2 separate regions of the Mus musculus genome follow, and region 2 is linked to region 1. The links are chromatin contacts, called in public Micro-C maps. All regions are on one chromosome and are shown on one strand. Each heading gives the region's core, a stretch centred on a gene start, on an enhancer-like site or on the middle of the called end of the contact. The rest is flanking DNA. Distances are from core to core; before and after follow the strand shown.

Evidence for each region. Hi-C and Micro-C count contacts between places; a contact is called where the count stands out from the background.
Region 2: a contact with region 1 is called in a Micro-C map of brown adipocytes, with 1.8 times the contacts expected there. The contact joins the enhancer-like site here to the promoter of Mirc35hg in region 1. A contact is called at or near these places in 5 of 39 promoter capture datasets (the 3T3-L1 cell line, the C10 cell line, cranial neural crest and 2 more), 5 of 484 Hi-C or Micro-C datasets (Th1 cells, brown adipocytes, nephron progenitors and 2 more), 8 of 115 datasets of contacts at active chromatin or transcription factors (the HPC-7 cell line, bone marrow-derived macrophages, embryonic stem cells and 1 more) and 2 of 9 other capture datasets (adipose tissue and bone marrow-derived macrophages).

The regions. Positions count from the first base shown.
Region 1 is chr6:30,169,479-30,175,398 of GRCm38.p6, forward strand. It overlaps Mirc35hg (microRNA cluster 35, host gene), which reads right to left and starts at 4,647. Exons shown (of 2, transcript NR_126540.1): 1 at 4,202-4,647. Mir96 (microRNA 96) reads right to left here and starts at 73; the gene lies at 1-73. Mir183 (microRNA 183) reads right to left here and starts at 259; the gene lies at 190-259.
Region 2 is chr6:30,116,277-30,122,904 of GRCm38.p6, forward strand. Nrf1 (nuclear respiratory factor 1) reads left to right here. Exons shown (of 12, transcript NM_001164226.1): 8 at 1-17; 9 at 780-881; 10 at 2,673-2,830. Among named protein-coding and RNA genes, the nearest start is that of Mir182, 46 kb to the right of the region's middle. Within about 2 kb of position 5,220, at least 26 of the 459 cell types and tissues checked have an H3K27ac peak or open chromatin away from gene starts, as enhancers often do. A contact at or near this core is called in brown adipocytes and rod photoreceptor, where this site is marked.

The DNA.
Region 1 (5,920 bases), core at 3,397-5,896:
CATGATTGCTCACAGCGGAGAGACACAAGCAAAAATGTGCTAGTGCCAAAATCGGCCAAGCAGATGGTACTGGAACAGGCCCTCTGGGGAAGGAGCAGAGGAGGTCTTTGTACCCTGGCACCCCTGGAAACAGAGGTCTAGGCAGAAAGGGGTGAGGAGCTCCAAGGTGCTCGCGGATCTGTCTCTGCTCTGTTTATGGCCCTTCGGTAATTCACTGACTGAGACTGTTCACAGTGAATTCTACCAGTGCCATACACAGGACAGGAGTCACACTCTCCAGCCTGCAGACCCTGCAGAGGGGTCAGCTGCCTTCTCCTGGAGGTCCTACAACCTACTCCCCCCACCCCACCCCCACTGCTGTCATCCGCAGTTTAGCAACCCTCCTCACCAGCTCTTCACCAGCTCGTTGTTGTGCACTAGCCCAAATTGTCCTTCAAGAAGACAAGGACAAGTGAGGAGAAAGTCTGATTTCTTGGACTTGCAGAGGGCAGCAGAGTTTCCCATCACATCCCAATACCATCACCCAAACAAGCCACCTTCCTGCCAAGGTCAGCAAGCAGTTGCCAGATCCTCATAACCTAGGGCACTGGACCTCACCTACTCCCAAGTGGGCAGTGACAAGAACATCCAATGTGCTTCTCATGGCCTCTCGGCACAGAGGCCAGCAGTCCTGGCTTGCCCAGTGACACAAGCAGAGGCCCAGAAGGCAGGACTGCAAAGTGTCCCCGATGGGCACCTTTGTGGCTTGACCAGGGCCAGGATCAGGGCAGGGGGCTCCTTCAGACAAGGAGGCAGCTCGGAAGGAGCCAGGGTGAACTGTTTCTGGCAGGAGCCCTCGGAAGCAGCCTCTGGAAGGTTCTGAGAGTACTTTGGAGGACGGTAGAGGCTACAGAGCCAAGGGAGGGCTGGGGCGGTTGCGTCAGTGGTTGCTACAGCGGCTGCCACGAGAGAAGGCAGGATGGAGGCCCTTGCCTCTGGTACCAGGTGCCCTGGGGATGGAGGAAAGAGGGAGGGTAAGTCTCTCTGGAGCTGGTGCCCAGGGCATGAGAGCTGGAGACACTGTGGAAGAGGCAACACAGGCTCAGCCTACCCTTAGGCCGGCCTGGAATCCACAGGGAAAGGTAGACGGAAAAGGGAAATATACGGGAAGGGGTCAGATAGAGTTCTCCAGCTCAGAAACCTTATAAGCCTTTACTCCAGGCTAACCCCACTGTAAACCTGTTATCAGTCCTGGACTTGGTAACATACTTGTGGGGCTTTGACCGAAAACTCACTATTTGCTGACTCTGGAGCTCTAGCTCACCTCCCAAAAGGCCATTTCATCTTGGTAAGATGGACACTCCCTGGCCTGTGGCCTCAGTTTCCCCCACTATAAATCTCTGAACTTAGAGGAGTCAAGCGGGGGTGGACAGCTATAGTTACTGGTGTGTTCTATGTGGCTCAGAGTGTTTCTCAGAATCACTAAGGAGTCCCCTGAAATGGAGCTTTGTGGCCCACGAGGAAACCTACAGTTTAATATGAACCTGGGGAATGTGAGGCTGGGAAGGAGAAGCTATTTAGAGTTGTGCTTGGAAACAGCTTTCTCTAAAGATGCAGGATATTTTGGAAACAGTATTCTAAAATCTTTTTCCCCCCCCCATTTCAATGGAACAGAGGAGTAGCAATGGGGGAAGGGCCTTGGGAAGATTGAGACACACTCAGGGTACCAATGTCCTCCTGAGAACTCAGTCTGGAGCACCCAGGAAGGAATGAAGCACCATAAGAGAATAGCCCTGTCGGATCAAGTGCCTGGCATGCCCGCCCTTTTGCCTACATCTTCCTCTTCTGTAACTGGAGGGGATGGAGAGCAGGAAACTGCTTACAGAGCCAAACACCCCTTCAGCATCCAGTTCTAGTCCGCTGAATGAGGCTCCTCCCTGCGCTGCCTTGCCCCTCCTAATTCAAATGCGGCAGGAAGAGAATGCTGCGGTACCCAGGCAGGGCCACACCCATGGCCACAGCCAGAGTCCACCCAACACACAGCAGAGCAGGAATACCTAGACCTTAGTTGAAGCAGAACCTGTCCTGGGTCAGAGGAAAATAGGCTCTCCTGAAACGGGGACAGTGGAGTTCTGCAAAAACAACCCTGGTATTCTACAACGGGGAGCCATGACGGGGCTTTGGCAGGACAGTCTCTTATGCTCTCTGTGTAGGTCAAAACCCTGACCTTGAGATTAAAGGCTAAGAAATTCCTCTTCTGACTGTGGGAAAAGGTTGTGTCCCAGCCTGGTAGGTGTGAACAATTAGAGCATCAGAGTTGGTGTGTAAGGAGGACTGGCAGGGGCACAGGATGTCCTCCTGGGTGAGTGTGTATCCTACATCCTCTGCCAGGTCTCCCTCCCCTAGCCCTACTCCCCTTAGGCATGTCTTGTCTCTTTGAAGAATCATCCCTCCCTTGGCCAGGTATTGGGGTCGGGGGTCTTTCCCTGGGCTCTTGCTCTGTAGTCAGACCTATATGTGCCTCTTCCCCCTGCCCCCCCCCCCCAGCCTACCATTCTCAGTACCAGAGCTCCCTAGAGGTGAGTGGTTCGGGTGGAGTCTTTAGGGATCTTTTGCTAACATTCAGCAACTGTCACCATCAACCCCTACACATCGAATCTAGAGTCTCTGTTGCGAATCTTCCCACCAGCGATTGGCCCAGCACGGATCACTTATATCTCCATCGAATGCTGCAAAGGCTGGGGCGGCTAGCCTCTCCACTAGCTCAGGGCGTGGCCCAGCCTCCTGGTTGGCTAGTGAAATCTTAGGAGCCCCTCAAGCTGCTTTTGATGCAGTCCAAGCTACCCAGGCATGCACCAAACTCGAGTGTGCTCAGCTGTGCACAGCACAAGCACGTTCCCAGGGCCACTGGACCCCGTTAATACTCCTAGTGGAAAATAAGAATAAACGAAATCCTCACAAGGGAGACTATTACAGTGAAATTGTTTCTTCTTTGTGTAATAATCTCCCACCCACTGACCCCCCTCACTGTTTGAAAGGGTGGCTAGAAGCCCTAAAGAAAACAAGTGGAGGATGAAAGGTGGGCTCGGTTTACTGGGTTTCTTAGAAGGCTTGATTGACCTCGGAACAGAAATCTAGAAACATGATGCCCAAGGTTTGTCTAGGCAGAGGGTGATGCAGGCTAGACTGACTGTGCACGGAGTCTCAGGGCGGACGTGTAACACAGGTACCTGGCTCAGTGTGAAAACTGGACTCTTAGTCCTCAGGAGGTTAGCCAGCAGGAAACCTAGAAGGCCCTGTCCTAACTATCTCTGACAGAGACGGCGCCCAATAGGGCACCCGCCCCCCATCTCTGTCCCTAATCTCCTAATCAGAATTGCATCCCTTGCGCTAGCAGATCTTTCTACTTAGTGTAGGGGTGCCAAGGATGAAGGAAGGGCTCAGCCTGTAGGGCTCCGCAGAACTGAGCGATCCCTGATGCCTGGGCTGCATCGCCACTGCCGGTAACTATTGGATACACCGACTAGTAAAACATCCGAGACATGTTCCGGGGGCAGGATTCTGGGGACCTGGGAGCAGCCCTTGCTAACCGAATTGGTTCGGACTCAGAACTGGTATCCGCTTGCTCCAGGCCGGAGGATACAGAAGGAAGGCAAGCTGAGTTCTTGGACCAGCTTTTCCCAGGGGACTGGGCGGGGCAGGCTCCGGGCCACGGAAGCGATAACCAACCTGCAGTGAAACCCTGAGAAGGGGCTGGAGAAACCAGCTCGACGCAGGAACGCTCCCCAGCCCGCGTCGCGGCCAGCCTCCCGGCCTTGCACTTCCTCCCAGGCCCAACAGGGCGGCGAAACTCCCGGGACCCCAGCCGAATTCCTCCGGGAGGCGACATTAGGGCGGGCAGCATCAGGCACCGAGCCAAACCCAACCTAGGCTCAAAATGCCCCCCGCTTTCTTCCCGCCCCGGGAACCGCACTGGATGCGGTGCACATGGTACTGAGGGCCCCGTCCCCTGGCACCTCGCCGGCATCCCCGCCAAAAGGCCAAGGAAGTCAGGAATTCACAGTGCCGCGTCATCCCCGAAGGCCACAGCCACGACGTGGCCTCTGCTTGCCCCTCCGGCCGCCCACAAAACTGGGTGCTAGAACTGTTGGCCCTCCGGCACCCGCTCCACCTTCTCCCTGGCCCAGCACTGGCTCCGCCCGGCCCCGCCCCGCACACTCACCTGCGCCGGCTCCGGGCTGGGCTCACCGCCGCCTCCCAGCTCTGCTCCGAGTCCACACCCGAGGAACTAGGCAAAAAAAGGGCCCTCGTTTGGAGCGGGCCCAATGGACAGAACTTGAGGCGTGCCCAGGTTGAGCCGAGAGCGGCGCCCCAAATCACCAGGACCTTGGCGGGAGGAGGTGGCGCCGGAGCGCGGAGCCCAGCGGGGGAACAAAGAGGAGCCGGGATGGGGCCGCGCGCTTCCTGGGTGTCGGGTGACAGGTCTGCAGGGGAAGGCCCCGGCCGAGCCACCTGAGGAGGAGCCTCTTCCACGCAGCAGGCGGGGTAGGGCTGAATGGTCACCGAGCCCCAGAGGCAGACGAAAGGGGTGCACCAGGTGTGACGATCGTGTTCAAGGAAGGAGGCTAGCAGGCTCCGGCGCCGAGACCCGGGGGCTCGACGGAGTGCAGAGATAATGACTCCGGGAGGGTTTTACCGCCCCCAGCGCCCCGCCCGCCCCCCGCGCCGCGCCATTGGCTCAGGTGCTGTGGGGCGGGGGAGGGACGGGAGGCGGACCGAAGATGATTCACCTTGAATGTTGCTCCGGTTGGTGCGCGTCGTAGGGCACGCCCGACCGGGACTGCGGATACGTCGCGAGCCCCGCCTGTTCGCCGAACCCAGCTGGGTTTGGCCCCTAAGGGGTCCCGCTGCCCACTCGCTGTTCTAGCCTCCTACCTTGGGCTGGGGTGCCGCCGGCCGAGGTGTGCCCCGATGCCCTACCATCCCACCTCCCTCTGAACCCCTTGCTAGCCAAGGTGTGTGTAGCACAGCAAACTTGGAAATCCGACTCTGGGCTGGGGGAGGGGAAGTGCGTTTGGAGGCCAGGAGTACTGTGGGACCACACTAGACGGTACTCTGCAGCCGGAGAACTGGCCACAGTCTGTTCTGCCTCGGTGGGAGCACCCTGGCCCGAAGGTAGAGAGTTGGAGTGGGCACCAGAGGCTCGCCACTCGTCCTAACCCACCTTTGCCTAGCCCTGAAGCCTCACAGGTGTCTGGCCGCCGCCGCCGCAGGGAACAAAGACCGCCTGTCCCGGAAGGGGGAGGGGAAGGGAAGCCACCCCCAGACCCCTTCCCATCTCCCTTCCTGCCCCTCCACTGCCGCAGTGGCTCCCCCGGGAGGGGGCGGGGCCATCTGGAACGAGGACGGGGATTAGATCCCTCGGAACCTTCTTAGCTAGGATGCCACCCCGGAGCCTCTGGGGAGGAGCAGAGTTAAGGTACACCCTAGCTGTCTCGTTTGAAGTGGCCTCTTCCTTCTCCCCAGCATCCTGAGACCAGAGAGTGCGCACATCCCCCTCCCCTGCTTTGAGCGCCCTCCCATTCCCTGCCGCGCCCGGCTGCCCCAGACGGCAACCACAGTTCAAAACCAGATTAAAATAAAACGTTAATCCGCCTTCCTCCCTTTTAGCTCCTAGTTCTCCCAATGAATCCGGGCAGGTCTGACCGCCTAGAAGCCTCTAAAACCGGGTGTGGGGGTGGGGTGGGGCTTAGCTGATGTTCCCACCAAACTAAAGGGCCCTTGCGCTGAGACTGAAAACCTTGAGCTCAAGCGAAGTAAATGGATTAGGGGAACCGAGCCCCTGGATTCCTCCCTCCCCTGCTGTCTGCCAGGGTCCGAGAATGACGCTGCAGATACGAACCCTTCTAGATACTCAGCTCCTGGGCAAGACCTGCTTCAG
Region 2 (6,628 bases), core at 3,970-6,469, 53 kb before region 1:
CCGTGTCGCTCATCCAGGTATGTAAGCCTGATGTCTCAGGGGAGGTGGCTCGGTGCTATCTCACCTCTAATGGAGAAGTTTCCTGTGTTCATGCTCTCTTCTCTGCACATCCTAACAGCTGCTCTCGCTCTCGCTCTTCCTGCCTAGCAGTCGCTTCCAAACAGTTTCATTTATTTTTTATTTCATTTTCTTGTGCTGCTTGGAATGGGAAAGTCCTCACCCACATGGCCACATCTTATCTCCAGCCTTTGAACCATATTTTACATTGCATGTGCTTTATTTAATTCAGAGCTATAAGTAGCTTCTGGAACATTTCCAAACAAAGCACCTGAAAATTGTTTCTTGGGTTAGGGTCCAATTAAATAGTAGAATGCTCGCCTATCATGTAGAAGACCATCACCTTCAATCCCCATCATCTGGAGAGAGAAACAGAGAGGAGGATTTTGGAGGAAGGAGGAAGGGAGAAAGACAGATAGGTGTGTACCTGCCAGAGAAATACCTTTTCTAAGGTGGAACACTGTTTATTGACAGATGAGGAATCTCTAAAGTTCAGGTTGGGGTTAGAGTGTAGAGTGTTGGTTGACTGGCACCAAACTCCAGAGTGGAATGCAGTTATTCTTCTAATATTGGTTCACGCTAGTCTCTGAGAGCTGATTTAGTCATTCTCTTCCTGTCAGGAGGCATATTATGCAGAATTTGGGGCTCAGCGAGTCTTAGCTTATGTGTGAGGGCTAGGTAGAAGGTCTGTCTACTGGCATTTAACTTCCTGTGTTTCCTAGGTTGGTACAGGGGCAACAGTAGCCACATTGGCTGATGCTTCAGAACTGCCAACCACAGTCACTGTTGCCCAAGTGAATTACTCTGCTGTGGCTGATGGAGAGGTAAGAAAAGGGTTTCTGTATTTCCCTACTGGAGTAGTGCATGAATGAGTAGGAAGAAGTCAGGCCCAGAAGACGAAGGAGCAGCCTTGCAATATGTGAAACTTTTAGTATTTATCCAACCATGACAATTTGGAGAAGTATCTAATATTGTGTTAATTGTAATAATTAAAATTCATGGATCACTACTGCCCAAACCAACCTGTTAGAAACTTAGAATTTCACATTTGTAATATAGTATTTAATATAAAACATAATAAAGGGATTTTCTCTTTCATATTTTTACAAGAAAGGCCATTTGAGGGCTCCAATGCTTAGTATAGGCAATCTCCATAGTTGCAAAAAGGTTAAACTATGTATGTTAATTTTATAAGTATGTAATTTATTTAAGATGCAGTTGGCTTAAGATTAGATTCTGTACCCAAACTTAGTGGTGCCACATGCCTTTAATCCCAGCATGTGGAGGCAGAGGCAGGCAGATCTCAGTGAGGTTAAGGCCAGCCTGGTCTACACAGAGAAATCCTGTCTCAAAAAAAAAAAAAAAAAGATTCTGTTGTCCTTTGGACCATTGTTGGTATTGGTCATGTTGAATGCATTAGACATCAGAAATTTAAATGATATCTAATGATAATAGTATGTGTGACTCTGCTGGACAAAGGAAAAAACCACCAAAGTACAAAGACATTAAAGATGTGAGCTTAAAGTGGGGCACTAGCACGTGCGATGGGTTTGAGATTAGATGACACACTCTGGTAGGATTTAATGAGCATCAATCCAGCTAAAATATAGACAGGTTCAGTAACAAGTAGGAAGAGACAGGAGTATGTTCTCCTGCCATACGTTCAGTGACTGCTCTATCGCCTATGCCAGGCTCTGCAGAACAGATAGCAGACAACAAACTGTTCTTGTCCACAGGGACCATACATGGTGGGTGGGAAGGACACCCGTGGGAAAGCATTCATTGAGCAGCAGCAGGAAGGGGGAGAAGGAGTGGCCTGTGGAGTGCGGGGGTTTGCTTCTGTGTGCCTTGGAGAGGAGTCATGCACCTGAGCTCGGACTAGAGGGGGCAAGCAAGAACAAAGGGTTCTGGGATAGAAGGGTTCTGTGCAAGGCAAGCAGGCATTCCACACTCTGAGTTTTGAAAACTTGAAATGGCTACAGTGACCTGCTCTAACCAGACATAACAGGGGCCACCATTTGAAGGGCCTCAGCACAATGAGTTTCTCTCAGCAAGGCAGTAGGACATCTTCTGAATAACTCTACCTCTTGGGCTTAACCTTCTCTTTGGACATGGTAGCATACAAACACATACAGTCACATGGGAAGGAAGGGATGAACAAGGCTCAGGCAACATGGCCAAGGAAAGCACTGCTTAGAAGCAGGGCCTGCCAAGTTTGCCTCTGCCTCCCATCCAAACCCAACAAGTTTCTTCCCCATCCCCTTCCTCCATCCATCTTTCCCTGCCTTGTTCCCTTCCTATCTCTTGACACGGGCTTACTATATAGGCCAAGCCGACCTGGGGACTGGGGACCTCCTGAGTGCTGGGCTAGGCATGTGCTACCATACTGGCCTCCAGAAAGTATTTTCAGTGATTTCTTTTAGTCTTCCAGAACTACTTGGTATAGACACAATTAAATTCAAATGTAAATTCTAACAGTCCCCCTTTTTTGCACAGAATACAGCATGCTGAAACCCTCCCTATACATTATAGGCCATGTTGTGTGCATTCATTTGGTGAAAAACATAATAATGTTATGTTTTGACTTTTGACTGTCCTTGTCCTTTCTGCCTCAGGTGGAACAAAACTGGGCCACGTTACAGGGCGGTGAAATGACCATCCAGACGACGCAAGCATCAGAGGCCACCCAGGCGGTAGCATCACTGGCAGAAGCCGCAGTGGCAGCTTCTCAGGAGATGCAGCAGGGAGCCACTGTCACCATGGCCCTCAACAGGTGGAGGCAGGGGCGGGGAAGACTGGGATTGCAGGCCTGTGCTAAGTAAGAGAGCTGCCGCGGTCCTCCTCAGTCAAGCATAAAGCAGACATTCTGATGCTGAGCTACAGAACTTTGATTTCTAACCAGCCCCACCAAGAAACATTGAACCCTTTCTTTTGAAGACTATCTAGGAAGGACACACTGCAGAAAGAGAGAGGCATTTACCAAAACAGCATTGCATGTTCCTTTCTGGCCACTTCCTCCTGAGTATTGACAGGAAAGGTCATCACCCTATTATTCTTGATTCTTGACCCAATTTTATTTTCAGCAGACCCAAGAATTGTTATTAATCATTAAGAATGGGGACCTTAAAGTCACTCTGCCCTGTCATTTGCTGGCTGGCTGACCTTGAGCAGTTTATTTAAACTCAGTGCCCAGCTCTCTTTCTGTAGACTAACTGTATGCCTCTCCCTGCCGTGAGGAGGTGTTGAAAGAACTGAAGGCATCAGTGTGAGTGAGATCCTAGGATCAGTGCCTGGCGTATAGTCAGGGCCGCTGCTAATCATTGTGTGCAGTCTTTAGCTCACATAGTCCTTGCACTCTCTGGCAAGCCAGCGCTCTTACAGGTGAGCTATGAGTAGAGAGGAGTGTTGCAGCAGTCTCTGCTGTCAAAGAAATCCTCCTTGGACCTGGGACTTAATTTCAGTGAACCACAAAACAGTTGATATTAGAATGAGCATTGTAGATATCCAGAGAGGAATACAAATGTCAGCTAAGTGTAGTTTGTGGGCATCTTTTTTGTTGTTAAGCTGCTTTTTAAAAAGGTTTAGGTTGGTAGGGATAGAGGGCTGGTTTTTGTTGTTGTTGTTGTTGTTGTTGTTTTTGTTTTTCGAGGGCTGGAGAGCACAGATGCGCTTGTGTGCAGTGAGTTGAATGAGGCTATACAATGTGTTGTTTGACAAGAGGTCAAACATAGATTTCTGGTTTGAATCCTGGCTAAACTCTTTGTTAGCCATTTGCCCCTAAGAAATTTAGTCCCTAGTGTGAGTTTCCTCTTTGTTACTGTAGGATAATATTCATAAACAGACTTAAGAACTCAGTAATACAGGATATATGAAGTTTTTAGAGGCACCTGCTCATGTTAACACTCGGGGAATTAAGTCTGTCTTCCTTGTTTCTTCTCTTCCTTCCCTCTACCTTTCCTTCCTTCGTTTTTCCCTCTCCCTGCCTTCCTCCCTCTCTTCAGCCCCCTCTCCCCCTACCTCTTTCTTTCCAGGGAGTCTCACTCTATCCTAGGTTGATCTAGAACTCACTCTGTCCCAGGCTAACCTTGAACACGTGCTGATCCTCCTGTCTTTTTTTTTTTCCCCCGAGCTATGGTTTCTCTGTATAGCCCTGGCTGTCCTGAAACTCACTCTGTAGACCAGACTGGCCTCGAACTCAGAAATCCCCCTGCCTCTGCCTCCCGAGTGCTGGGATCAAAGGTGTGCGCCACCACGCCCAGCAATCCTCCAGTCTTAAAGTCTCTGGAGTACTGGGATTATATTATAGGTGTGAGCCACCACGCTCATGATATTTAAGTTATACTGCAAGGGACTAGGGACTGAGATTAGTGGGGGAGTCTGACCTGCGTGAGGCCCTGGATTTAGGTTGTGTTTTAAGATTTGTCTATCAGAATTGATTATAGTGGGATATAAGTATAAAGCCAGTTAGGACAAGGCAAACTAGAGCCTAGATATGCTTTGTTAAAGGTTTGAAAGTCCTTGATTTGAAGGCAGTCATGATTTAGACATGGTTGATCAGACTCTATGACTGAGACTCAAGCATGCACACACTCTTGTCCTCTTAAGACTTAACATGTGCTGGGGCCACTGATGTGTGCTTTGCAGAGTCGTGGGAAATGTAACTGTTCTCTAGAGGTTGGCCTTCTTCCATTCCTTCCTTCAAGGTACTCAGATAAATTTCTAAAAGCTCGGAGGGAAACCCACCTGCCTTTGGACTGGTGTCCCCTTACTGTTACTTTGGGTCTAAAGTAAAGTAAGCCATCACTAAAAACCAACAAAACCAGAACCTTGCAACCAACACCTTGAACTTCCCAGTGAAGTGTGGTATCCTGGGAACCCTGCACATAGTGGAAAATCTGAGGCATATTCTGGCTCCCTTCGCTGTGAGGGTAAAGTTTATTTCTAAAGGCAGTGAGCATAATGGTATCCCCTGAGGGCTTGTTAACAGAACTAAGATGCAGCTGCAGTGTTTACTCCAGAAAGGAGAGTGGGGGGTCACTGTGGCTTGAAGGAGAAAAGAGATGTTGAAATCTGTTTGCAATCAGTCCAATGCCCCAGTGAGTCCTGGGGTGATGTGTTGCCACTTCCGACAGAAGCCAAGCCTGGCAGCACAGCAAACTGTAACCCACAGGTGACTGCTCTGTCAGGAGGGTTGAGTGAGTCAGTGTACTTACTTGAGATACAGGGGATCCCTTTATCCCCTCAAAATTCATTGTTGGAAATCCTCTTGATGAACAATACAGAGAATGCTGGTGGTTGTTCCTGTGGTAACAAGGTGGTTCCATAATCTGCCCTAGTCTGTTTCAGGTACAGCTGGAACAAGCATGATTCTCTAATAGCCACCTGCACCTCTGCTGCACTATAAACAGCAGATGGGAGTGCAGGGTGAGAAAGGAGAAGCAAGCTGTGGGGAAAGGCAGATGGATGGGGCCTAAGGAGGCGTAGGGTTCCTTCATCCACTAGAGGGAAAGTGGGGACAGCTGCAGGACAGACCTGTTTTTCAACTATGCTGTTAAAAGAGTTTTTACAGCAAGTCAGAACAAGACCCAGAGCTGCACAGCCTCTTAGCCCACCCTGGCTTTGTAACAAATCTAAAGGGGCTCTAACAATCTAAAGAGTTATCAGTATTAGAAACTGAAATTGGTGTTCATTTTAATGTATAAAATAAAGAATGAATTGGCACTTTTAGGGAGGAGGCAGGAAAGGAATCATAGTGAACAAATAAGGAGAGCATCATACACATACACAAAACAAAAACAAAACCCCAAGCAAACCAAGCATCTCTTCATCTGCACAAACAGCAGGGCGAGGAGGCAACTGTGCCTCCCTGGCTAGGGTCTTCTGCACTTAACCAGACCCTCCTGCAGAGATCTGACTTAAGTCCCCCAGTGCAGCCCTGCATAGAGATAGATGCATGCATGGGAGAGGTTTGAACTCTGTTGTACACTGGGCCTGTATTTACCTTAGGAAAAACCTACTTTACATTGTTTTGTAAATATAGCATTTGTGTGTCTGCTGACCACACTGCTTCCACTCAGCACCGTAAGGAAGCTGGGGCCTGGTCTTTCTTTCCAGGGAGCTTAGAAGATGCCTTTCTTTAACTGTGGCCACTGCTTTAAAAAGAAGCAAAGCAGAACATGATGGTACCTGCCCTTATGGGCACTTGAAGCACTTGATTGGCTAGAATCTGCAGATCATCCAGGCTCAAACAAACACAAAAAGACAAGGGACAGGAGGAAGGAAGGAAAAGAAAATGAACCATATTTTAAAATAAAGTTCATTCTTTTTTCTTTTAATTGACTGATATACTGATACACATATCTAGAAAGCATTGTGACATTTTAAAATATTCTTATACTCTTCTTCAAGCTAAAAATACTATTAGAGCTATTATTTACATGTATATATATATATATATATTAATATGACATATATTAATATATTGACCAAAGATCCACCCCCTTTTTATTTATTTATTTTTTTTATTTTTTTGTTTTTGTTTTTTTGAGACAGGGTTTCTCTGTATAGCCCT